Regions from separate parts of the Podarcis muralis genome. Here region 2 is linked to region 1. Evidence: chromatin contacts called from public Hi-C data. All regions are on one chromosome and are shown on one strand. Each heading gives the region's core, a stretch centred on a gene start, on an enhancer-like site or on the middle of the called end of the contact. The rest is flanking DNA. Distances are from core to core; before and after follow the strand shown.

The links. Hi-C and Micro-C count contacts between places; a contact is called where the count stands out from the background.
Region 2: a Hi-C map of tail shows a contact between it and region 1, with 2.7 times the contacts expected there. The contact joins the promoter of ARL14 here to the promoter of PPM1L in region 1. A contact is called at or near these places in 2 of 3 Hi-C or Micro-C datasets (blood and tail).

Annotation. Positions count from the first base shown.
Region 1 is chr6:19,493,505-19,498,342 of rPodMur119.hap1.1, reverse strand. PPM1L (protein phosphatase, Mg2+/Mn2+ dependent 1L) reads right to left here and starts at 3,000. Exons shown (of 5, transcript XM_077929811.1): 1 at 2,907-3,000; 2 at 1,247-1,467.
Region 2 is chr6:19,685,871-19,690,708 of rPodMur119.hap1.1, reverse strand. ARL14 (ARF like GTPase 14) reads right to left here and starts at 1,941. Exons shown (of 2, transcript XM_077929812.1): 1 at 1,804-1,941. All of the region lies in intron 1 of B3GALNT1 (beta-1,3-N-acetylgalactosaminyltransferase 1 (Globoside blood group)), which reads left to right.

The DNA of each region.
Region 1 (4,838 bases), core at 1,751-4,250:
GGTGTCACTAGCCGATTCTGCCACTCCCCAAGCCCACCCGCGCACCCTGCAATGTAAAAAAGCTACAGCAACCTTTCCAGGCATCCCTTGCAAAGAGGAAGGGAGCGACACATGGTATTTGCACTGCTGTCCAAGACAAACAGCCTGTCTCGGCAAGTAGAAAGGCTACAGAACGCGGCGTAAACAAAGAACAAACTTCTATGGCCAGAAATAATAATAATAATAATAATAATAATAATAATAATAAAGGCAGTGATACGAGGTTAATTCCTTGGGTCGGCTAGAAGAAAGTTTTTCAGTTCTGTTCCCCAACTGGGGACATTAGGGATCTCCTGCTAGCTCCTTTCTTTCCTACAATAAAAAGCACCCCCTCTTTCAATAAACTTTCCCTTTAAACCAACCATTACAGCATCTGCTGACTTTACTCAGCTGGCAGCAGCATGTGAAGCCTCATAGCTTGGTTAGAAGAGCTTTAACAGAGCAAGTTTGTGATCACAGTCATTACTGCTAGGATTCTCAAACTGCAAGGTATTTTTAAAAAGGAAAGAATGGAAGACTAGGCTTTTGTCCTGCTGTACCCTTTAAATGGCTTCTACCCAAACCAGAGGTGTGAATGACCGTAAAACAACAACTTTGCTACTTGTTTAACTCAAACAATGGCAATAAATAGGAAATGGCAGCAAATCCCGAACCCCCAAAATGAACAGCCCGAGACTTGCCTCGCCTCCGTGCCCATCAAATATCCCAAATATGGAAGGATGGGTCTTGTTCACCAGGTCAGTGATTACTTCGAACCTGTCCTCCATGTGGTCTCTCCGGCCTTGGATGGAGTAAACGGCCACGTTGTGGTTCTTAAACTCCCAGGTCTTGGAGAACTCGGCATCCAGCACATCCAATCCGCCGAGCCGGTCATTCTGCATGATCTCCGCCACTTTGCCCTTCACCATCTTCACGGCGTCCCTGCTGGACTTAACGATGGTTTTCACTTCATCCGTATGGAAGAAGTAGCTCCACAGTGCCAGGCTGATGCATAGCAGGAAGAGGGTCTCTGGTCTCAGCAAGAAGTAACGCATGATCCGACCCAGCAGAGAGAGCAAAGTCATTGTATCCTCTATCATTTATTACGGAGACAGTGGATTTCCCCCCCTCCCTCCTGACCATGCACCGCACACCCGCACAAACCCCGGCGATTGGGATGGGTCTAAAGACAAGGCAGCAAATCAGTGCATGCTCCGGTAATACAAACCCACTGAGGGCAGGGTTATCATCGGCTACTAAAGCTGCCTCCTCCTCCTCTCCCTGTACCACTGCTTCAGGCAGCTCGAGTCACAGATGGCTGGGAGTAGCTCTGGTGTCAAAGTAGTAGGAAATCAGCACACCACTTCTGTGCAACCAAGGGCAGGCTGATCTGCCTCTTCTTCTGGCTCCTGCTGTTTCCAACCAGCACGGGGCTCTGGAGAAGGTGAACTGCAAGAAAACAAGCATCCGCACATGAGCAAAAAGGGGGAAGGGGATGGAGAAACGAGCACTTTAAAAACAAAACAAAACACAGCAGCAAGAGAGAGAGATCTGTCAGCCTCTGTGTGCTATTGCAAAGAACTCTTCCAGCCAGGATGGAGGCGAGGAGGAAACAGCCTATGTTCAAGGGAGGACACAAAAGGACCCCTTCTGCCTTCTCCCGCCTGCTCCTCCTCTTGCTGCTGTTTCCCGGGCGCTCGCTCCCAGCTGCCCAGAGATGCCTCCGAAGTAGGACAGTAAATCAATTCATGCTTTTGCCGTCTGCAAACTCCAGGCAGAGCACACTTTTATCCAGCGGCAGCCCGGAACAGTTGCTAGCAGAGGCTCCAGGGGAGCAGAGAGAGAAAGAGAGAGATTGGAAGGTACCGAAGGAAAACAACAAAAAACCACAAAACGCCACAAGGAGAATGCGCACGGAAAAACCAGGAACAATGAAAAGAAAAAAATAACAAAGGGCCACGTGGGCTTTAGGAGGGGAGGACTGCATTGGAAAGCAAGACAGGATTACAGGGCAGCAGCATAGAGGAGCAGTAGTAGAAATCAAAAGGGAATGAATTATTATATTATTAATATTATTATCACCTTCAGTGGGTAGAGCTGGGTCCTATTAAAAAGAAGCAGGGGTGGTGTTTTGTTGTGTTTCTTGTAAAATAAACAAAACAAGGCAGAATGTCACAATCAGGAGGGCCCTTAAGGCGAGCCCCCAGAACTGCAGGGTCCTAAAAATAAGGAGCAGGGCTTTAAAACAAGGCCCGCTTGGTCACTCCTGGTAAGATAATGTAGCTCCCCAGGAAATCCCCGGCACGGGCGCTTGCACCAAGGCTCCCTCACCCAGCTGCCATGCAGCCTTTTCCTTTGCAAGACCCAAAAGGCATCGACCACCCGCATCATGCGCTCTCTTTGCAGCCCGTCCGATGATGATGAACTTCTTGGGGGGGGGGGGTGTCTTGTTTTTGTGGAGGGGTTATTTCTGATTCTGGCACGGGCTCCAGTTTGCAGGCCACGAGGGCGAAGGGGTGCATGCCTGGGGAAGCGCGGAGGAGGGAGAGAGGGAGGGACGCGCTTCCTTTCCCCCAGCCCTGACACCCACCGACTGTACCATCCCGGAGCTGCTGCAGAGATTTGCATGCTCAGGCGGCCGACCTCGCCGAGGGAGAAAGGCGGCGGCAGCAGCAGCAGCCCGCCTCGCGCCTCTCCGCCCGCTTTGCTGCAAGAAGAGGGGAGCGAGGCGCCGGCTCCAATCCCCGGGCCGGCTAGCCAACCAACCAACCAAGCAGGCAGCCAAGCGGCCGGCTCGCCCCTCGCCTCCCTCGGGCCTCCGCTGCGCTCCCGGATACCACTCGCCCCTCGCCTCGCTGCCCCGCCGCCCCTTCCCCGGCCGCCGTCACCTGGAGGGCCGCCCGCGAGACACCTGGCTCAGCCTCGCCGCCTCCGCCGCCGGTCCCTCCCACTGGGCTGGGCTAGTGGCCGCCGCTGCCTACGAATCCCAGGAGCCTTCGCGCAGGAGCGCTCTCGTACGATTGGCGGGAGGCCCCGCCGCGGGATTCTGGGGTTTGTAGTCCTCGAGGGCGGGCGGGCTCTCTTGCGCCCTCTACCAATGAAGTCATCATTATTATTTATTTATACACCTCTTGCCTACAAAAAGCAGCAGCAGCAGCAGCAGCAGCAGCAGCAGCAGCAGCAGCAACAACAACAACAACAACAACAACAACAACAACAACAACAACAACAACAACAACAACTACTACTACTACTACTACTACTACTACTACTACTACTACTATCAGTAGTGGTTTACAGGAAGATAAAATAATAAAACGGATGAGGGGAAATACAACCCTACTTTAAGACCTATATTAGTCTTCCTAGCTAGGACTGATGGGAACTGTAGTCCCACCACTGTGGTTCTCAACCTGTGGATCTCCAGATGTTGTTGGACTACAACTCCCATAATCCCTGAGCTCTAGCTAGGGGTGATGGGAGTTGTAGTCCAACATCACCTGGGGACCCACAGGTTGAGAAAGGCTAGCAGCACCATGTTGGCTACCCACTGCTTTATACGGTTATAGATTTAAGGGGGGGGGTCCCCAAACCCTAGAAATTAATGCGAAGGTTTTGATCAATTGGGATATGGATTAAAGTTCAGAACTGTGCCAAACGGGGAATTCCTGGGTTGGCTTATGCTGGGGGAAGAGCAAACCCATGAATGTGACCACAGTGTTGATGGGCCATTGGGGAGTGAGACGTTACCAAGGTGGCGGGGTGTATGTTTGAGGGCACGGGAAAAGGGTTTCTGGGAAGAAGAAGCAGGAGGAAGGGGGGGAGATCCGTCTTGGGCAGGGAGACGGAAGGTTGCCTGCACTGCTGTGGGCCATGCAGTAAGAACTGGGCTCCCTCCACACAGACTGAAGGTGTAAGTAGGCGAATAGACCATATTTCTTAAAGCCACAACAGTCTCCGCCATGTCTTCCATTCTCCAAAGGAACCAGGCAAGGAGAGGGGCAGGCACCCGATTTTTGTAACAATACTATAAAGAAGAGCGCCACTGTTGTGGTCAGAGCGTTGGCCTTTGGAAGTTCCTCCCTGGATAAGTTAGACTGTCTCCCTCCTTGTTGTCTTTCTGCCGGCAGATGAAGACTTTCTTGTTTCAACAGGCTTTGGGGAATTGACTGCTTTTAATGAAAGGACTGCTGTCATAATTGTTTTTAACTGGAATTATGGATATGTTTTAACCAGATGTTATATATGTAAAAGTAAGGTAAAGGACCCCTGCATGTTTAAGTCCAGTCGAATTTGACTATGGGGTGCAGCACTCATCTCACTTTCAGGCTAAGGGAGCTGCCGTTTGTCTGCAGACAGCTTTTCTGGGTCATGTGGCCAGCATGACTAAAACGTTTCTGACCAAAACACAACGGGACACCGTGACGGAAGCCAGAGCACATGGAAATGCCGTTTTCCTTCCTGCCGCAACAGTACCTATTTATCTACTCATGCTGGTATGCTTTCGAACTGCTAGGTTGGCAGGAGCTGGGACAAAGCAACGGAAGCTCACCCAGTCATGCAGATTCGAACTGCCAACCATACGATCAACAAGCCCAAGAGGCTCAGTGGTTTAGACCACAGCACCACCCTTGTCCCATTATATGTGTATATAATTTTAATTCTAGTAATGTTTGTTTTTAAATTATTGTTTTTTCTTTGTTTTTAGCAATTCTTGTTTTTATCTATAAGCTGCCATGTGTCCCATAAGGGAAGAAGGCACAGTATAAATAAATGCAAAAATAATAATAATGGAGTTTGCTGATGCATCCGAGGCAATC
Region 2 (4,838 bases), core at 692-3,191, 190 kb before region 1:
AAGAGTCGGACACGACTAAACAACAACAAGGAAAAGAGGGACATTCCATGATCACATCAGAAACCGTGACGGTTTGTTCCATGGCCTGATGATTATCAGTGTGGAACCAGTTAGGAGGACAAAACCACAGTTTAGATTTGACTTGCAGCCATGTGGGCCAGAAGTAAAGCAGCAAGTTGGGGAGCAATTACTGATTTCTAATTAAGTCCAAGGCTGGGGCTATGGGAGAAACAAGACCCCTTTGGCAGGTCAGTACTGTGAACCCTCCATTGCAGGCTCAGGTTGTATATATGTGTAAATAAAACCTATATCATACAGACACCAGAGACTCTGCTGTGCCTCTTTCCAAAAGGAAACATAAACCCTGGGTCTGCGTCTGAAACCCCTGGAATCTTGGAGAGGCATGCAACAGTATGTTCTGATTAAAGGATGTTTAAATGTTCCTGTTCAAATTCTTACTGTGTTATCTTATAGCTGCAAATGGCTTAGAAGCCGTTTTGGCACATTAGTGGTACATATCAAAATAAATACAATCTGATAGGGTGCAGCAGAAGGATAGAAAAAAACAGCTCCCTGGAAAAAGGGGGGGTGGGAAGTCGACAAAAATAAGAGAAAAGACAAAATTGTGTTAATAGGAGTGGAGAGTTGGAAGGGACCCAAGAGTCATCTAGCCCAGGCTTCCTCAACCCCGGCCTTTCAGATGTTTTTGGCCTACAACTCCCATGATCCCTAGCTAGCAGGACCACTGGTCAGGGATGATGGGAATTGTAGTCTCAAAAACATCTGGAGGGCTGAGTCGAGGAACCTTGATCTAGTCCAACACCCTGCAATGCAGGAATCTCAGCTAAAGCATCCATGACAGATCGAACCTGGATGCTGTAAATACAGTACAGTGTTTTGGCTGTATATGTTAAAAACGTTGAAACATAATTGAAAAATAAATACATAAAACCTAATATTTAGGAATCAGTTATATGCTGAACTGTCCTCCTACTCTTACTGAGTTCGTCTTCATCCTATACAGTGGTACCTCAGGTTACATACGCTTCAGATTACATACACTTCAGGTTACAGACTCCGCTAACCCAGAAATAGTGCTTCAGGTTAAGAACTTTGCTTCAGGATGAGAACAGAAATCGGGCCCCAGCGGCGCGGCAGCAGCAGGAGGCCCCATTAGCTAAAGTAGTGCTTTAGGTTAAGAACAGTTTCAGGTTAAGTACAGACCTCCGGAACGAATTGAGTACTTAACCTGAGGTACCACTGTATTCTGATTCAGTTCTCTGAGTGCTGTTGCTTATGTAGCCAGTCAAAGGGAGGCACTGAGATGCATTGCAAACCAACTCGTTAAAGTACAAAAAAAAACCCCCAACCTAAAAGTTCTAAATAAAACATGACACACCTTGCACTTTCAAACAAGCCTAGATAAGGAATGAGCATGTTCTGTACCCACGCAAAGAATGCTGACAGGAAGAGAGAGACCCGTAAATCAAGTGGGAGGGATAAAAAATGGAGTAGCCGGGAGAGAAACACCCAGTTATATAAAAGGCTGCCGGGAAGGACTTTGCTTTCCTTGCTAGCTCAGCTTTTGGTACGACTTGAGCCTCGCGGTTATTTCTCCCCTTCTAGCGCAAGAAGCACTTGAAGCGAAATTTTTTAAAGAGTCGCACAGCGATTGTATTTGATTCCGCCACCCCACCCCCACCCCGTCTCCATTGCCTACGAAAGAAAGCACGAGTTTGGACGATCACGAACTTCTGCCTTTCCCCTTTAAAAAAGCAAAGAAACTTTCCCCGATTCACTTGCCGAGAAACTGCGGCTGCTACGCGAAGCAGCGCAAAGCGATCAGGAAATCCGGCCTGCAAGCACAGGGGTCGCTCGCCGGGAACTTGCACATGTCTGACTCGCTTGCGTCTCTTTCTTCTTTCTCCGGGAAGCCATCGCCGGCCGGAAAGGAGGCGCGATTGCCATCTGGGTTTTGCTGCAGGCCGGCTGGAGTGAGCGGGATCTGGGCCCGGAAAGCAGAAGCGAGTCGGCGGAACTTTCGGAGGGGTTGGCGGTAAGAAAGGAGACGTGGGTGGGGGAAAGATGGGGGAGGGCGTTTTATGCTGCTTTCAATCGTCTTTCGGGGTGGGGGTAGGGTAGCTCACGAAATCCGCATTTTTCTGTCATCCCGAGCGATTGGAAACGAGGACAAGGCTGCTTGCCTTTGGCTGCCGCTCTCTGAAACCCAAACAAGCATCGAAGCAACAGGGGGAGTCTTGCGGCAGCGCCTTAAAGACATAACGGGATTTTGTGTACGCACCGTCGGATGCCTGGGTAAGCAGCAGCCTACCGGTCAGATTTATAGACAGGGGAACATCGAATGGCACTGGGAGGCAAGGTGATGGATTTCCAGAGCATAAAAAGTTCAGTAAACAAGCATTTGCAGGAGTGGATTGGTGATCCGCGGTCACCAAAGCTCAGCCACGCCCTACGATCTTCCCTGCGCAGATACGAGGAAAAATCGGGACAAGGAGAGCCCCCGGAGGATGGACGGGGCTGCGCTGCAGTCTGTGGGTTTGTAGATTTGTAGGGCGACCGTCCAACCACGTGCAATGCAGGATTCTCAACGGATGCCTCCATGACAGATGGCCATGTGGAGGGAGATAAGGAAGGGATGGCTCATCAGTGGAAGATGGGAAGTGGCTCAAAATGGTTAAGGGTCGGGATGAGTATGCAAATAGTGTTTGAAACTGAAAGCGTGTACAGTATATAGTACTGAGGTCAAGCTGCCTCTTAAAATGGCAAACAAACAAACAAACAGTACAACATCCACACAAAACCTTTGGCAGTATTTCACAATATGGGTCTCTCTGAGTGGCAAAATGGATCTTCTCAATAATGGACCTTCTCTATTTTGCACCCCTTCGGCTCGATTGGCACGCTGTGTGGGAGAACCGCCTAGGTAAAGGTAAAGGTACCCCTGCCCGTACGGGCCAGTCTTGCCAGACTCTAGGGTTGTGCGCCCATCTCACTTAAGAGGCCGGGGGCCAGCGCTGTCCGGAGACACTTCCGGGTCACGTGGCCAGCATGACAAGCTGCATCTGGCGAGCCAGCGCAGCACACGTAAACGCCGTTTACCTTCCCGCCAGTAAGCGGTCCCTATTTATCTACTTGCACCCGGGGGTGCTTTCGAACTGCTAGGTTGGCAGGCGCTGGGACCGAGCAACGGGAGCGCACCCCGCTGCGGGGATTCGAACTGCCGACCTTTCGATCAGCAAGCCCTAGGCGCTGAGGCTTTTACCCACAGCGCCACCCGCGTCCCGGAGAACCGCCTACACAGCCCTAAATCTGAACAAAACATTCCCTATCTTGGAAAGCATTTGCAGATACTGTACTGTATTAGATTTCAGGATCTGAACTGCGGTGCAATGCTCCAGATGGTCAAGCTGTGCTGGCTCTATTTCTGCAGGAATAGTGTAGTACAGGAATGGGGATCTGTTGGCCTCCAGGCGGTGGACTCAACTCTCCTCAGCCCCAGCCAGCAGGCCCAAGGGTCAGGGATGATGGGAGTAGTCCAATTACTTCTTGATGGACTCCAATGTCATCAGACCTATCCAGCAGGAAGTCACTGTGCTGGCTACTTTTTCTTAGTTTGATGAGAAACACCCACCTATTTTAAGGTGTGCTGTCCTGCCTTCAGTTATTTCAGTTATTGTTTCCTGCTTGGCAGGGGGTTGGACTCGATGGCCCTTGTGGTCTATTCCAACTCTATGATTCTATGATTCTATGAGTCATTCCAGCACTTTAACTTGGCAGGGATGAAATCTTAGATGGTGTGGTGTGGAAAACAGTGCAAAGCTTTTGCTGCTGTCTAGTTTCCTCCATGCCCAAGGATCACATTTCCTCTCATGCCAGGGACAGATAATAGATTCAGATGTCATTCATTATAGTCCTAACAATGCAGTTGGTTCAGGTTCTATAGCCTGTGCTTTGGGGAAAAGCTTAGCGGGACTCATTCTAAATTAACCACTTTGGATTCATGTGATGAAGCAAAGATTTGTTGCGGTTCATATCCAAGGTTTATGTTTTACCCCAGCTTGGCTTCACTTGTCTCTTCAAGTTAAAACATTATTGCTTCCTGTCCTCCATTATCTGCAGGCATTTCTGCACAGACTTGAAGAAACTCATCTCTTTCTTTCTCTCAACCAAATTCACCCGACCCCATTTCCTTTAATATCTCCTTCTGTTCAATGCACCAAACAGAATTTTCTGCATATGACATACTTTGGTAGCAAGCATTAGCCCTTTCCCTGTGCTTTTATGAGCATCTTGTTCTTGCAGAGGTTACCAGGTCTTAGGGTTTGTCTCCATGCCACAAACTTGCAGATTTTTGCAGATCAAGTTGCTATTCAAGGCACAGGAACAGGCAATGCTGGCCTTTCTCTAGACACCTGGTAACCCATTACCTAAATTAATCAATCCCCTTTTATTCGTTTGAGAACAGGAACTCCATGCTCTTCTCTAGCTTACTAACAGTGGGCCTCCCAGAAGTCCCATAATATTCAACTTTTTATGTCATTTATTGCATTTGTATACAGTGGTATCTTGGCTTACAACCATAATCCATTTCGGAGGTCCGTTTGTAAACCAAAACAGGTTGTAGCCCAAGGCGCGCTTTCGCCAATGGGGCCTCCAAAAAAAATTTGTTCGTAATCCAAAAAATAAAATAAAAATGGGTTGTAATCCAAAAAAAGGTTGCAAACCCAGACACGCACTTCCGGGTTTGTAATCTAAAACGTATGCAAACCAAGACATGTGCAAACCAAGGTACCACTGTGCTGCCTTTCTGCCAAGGC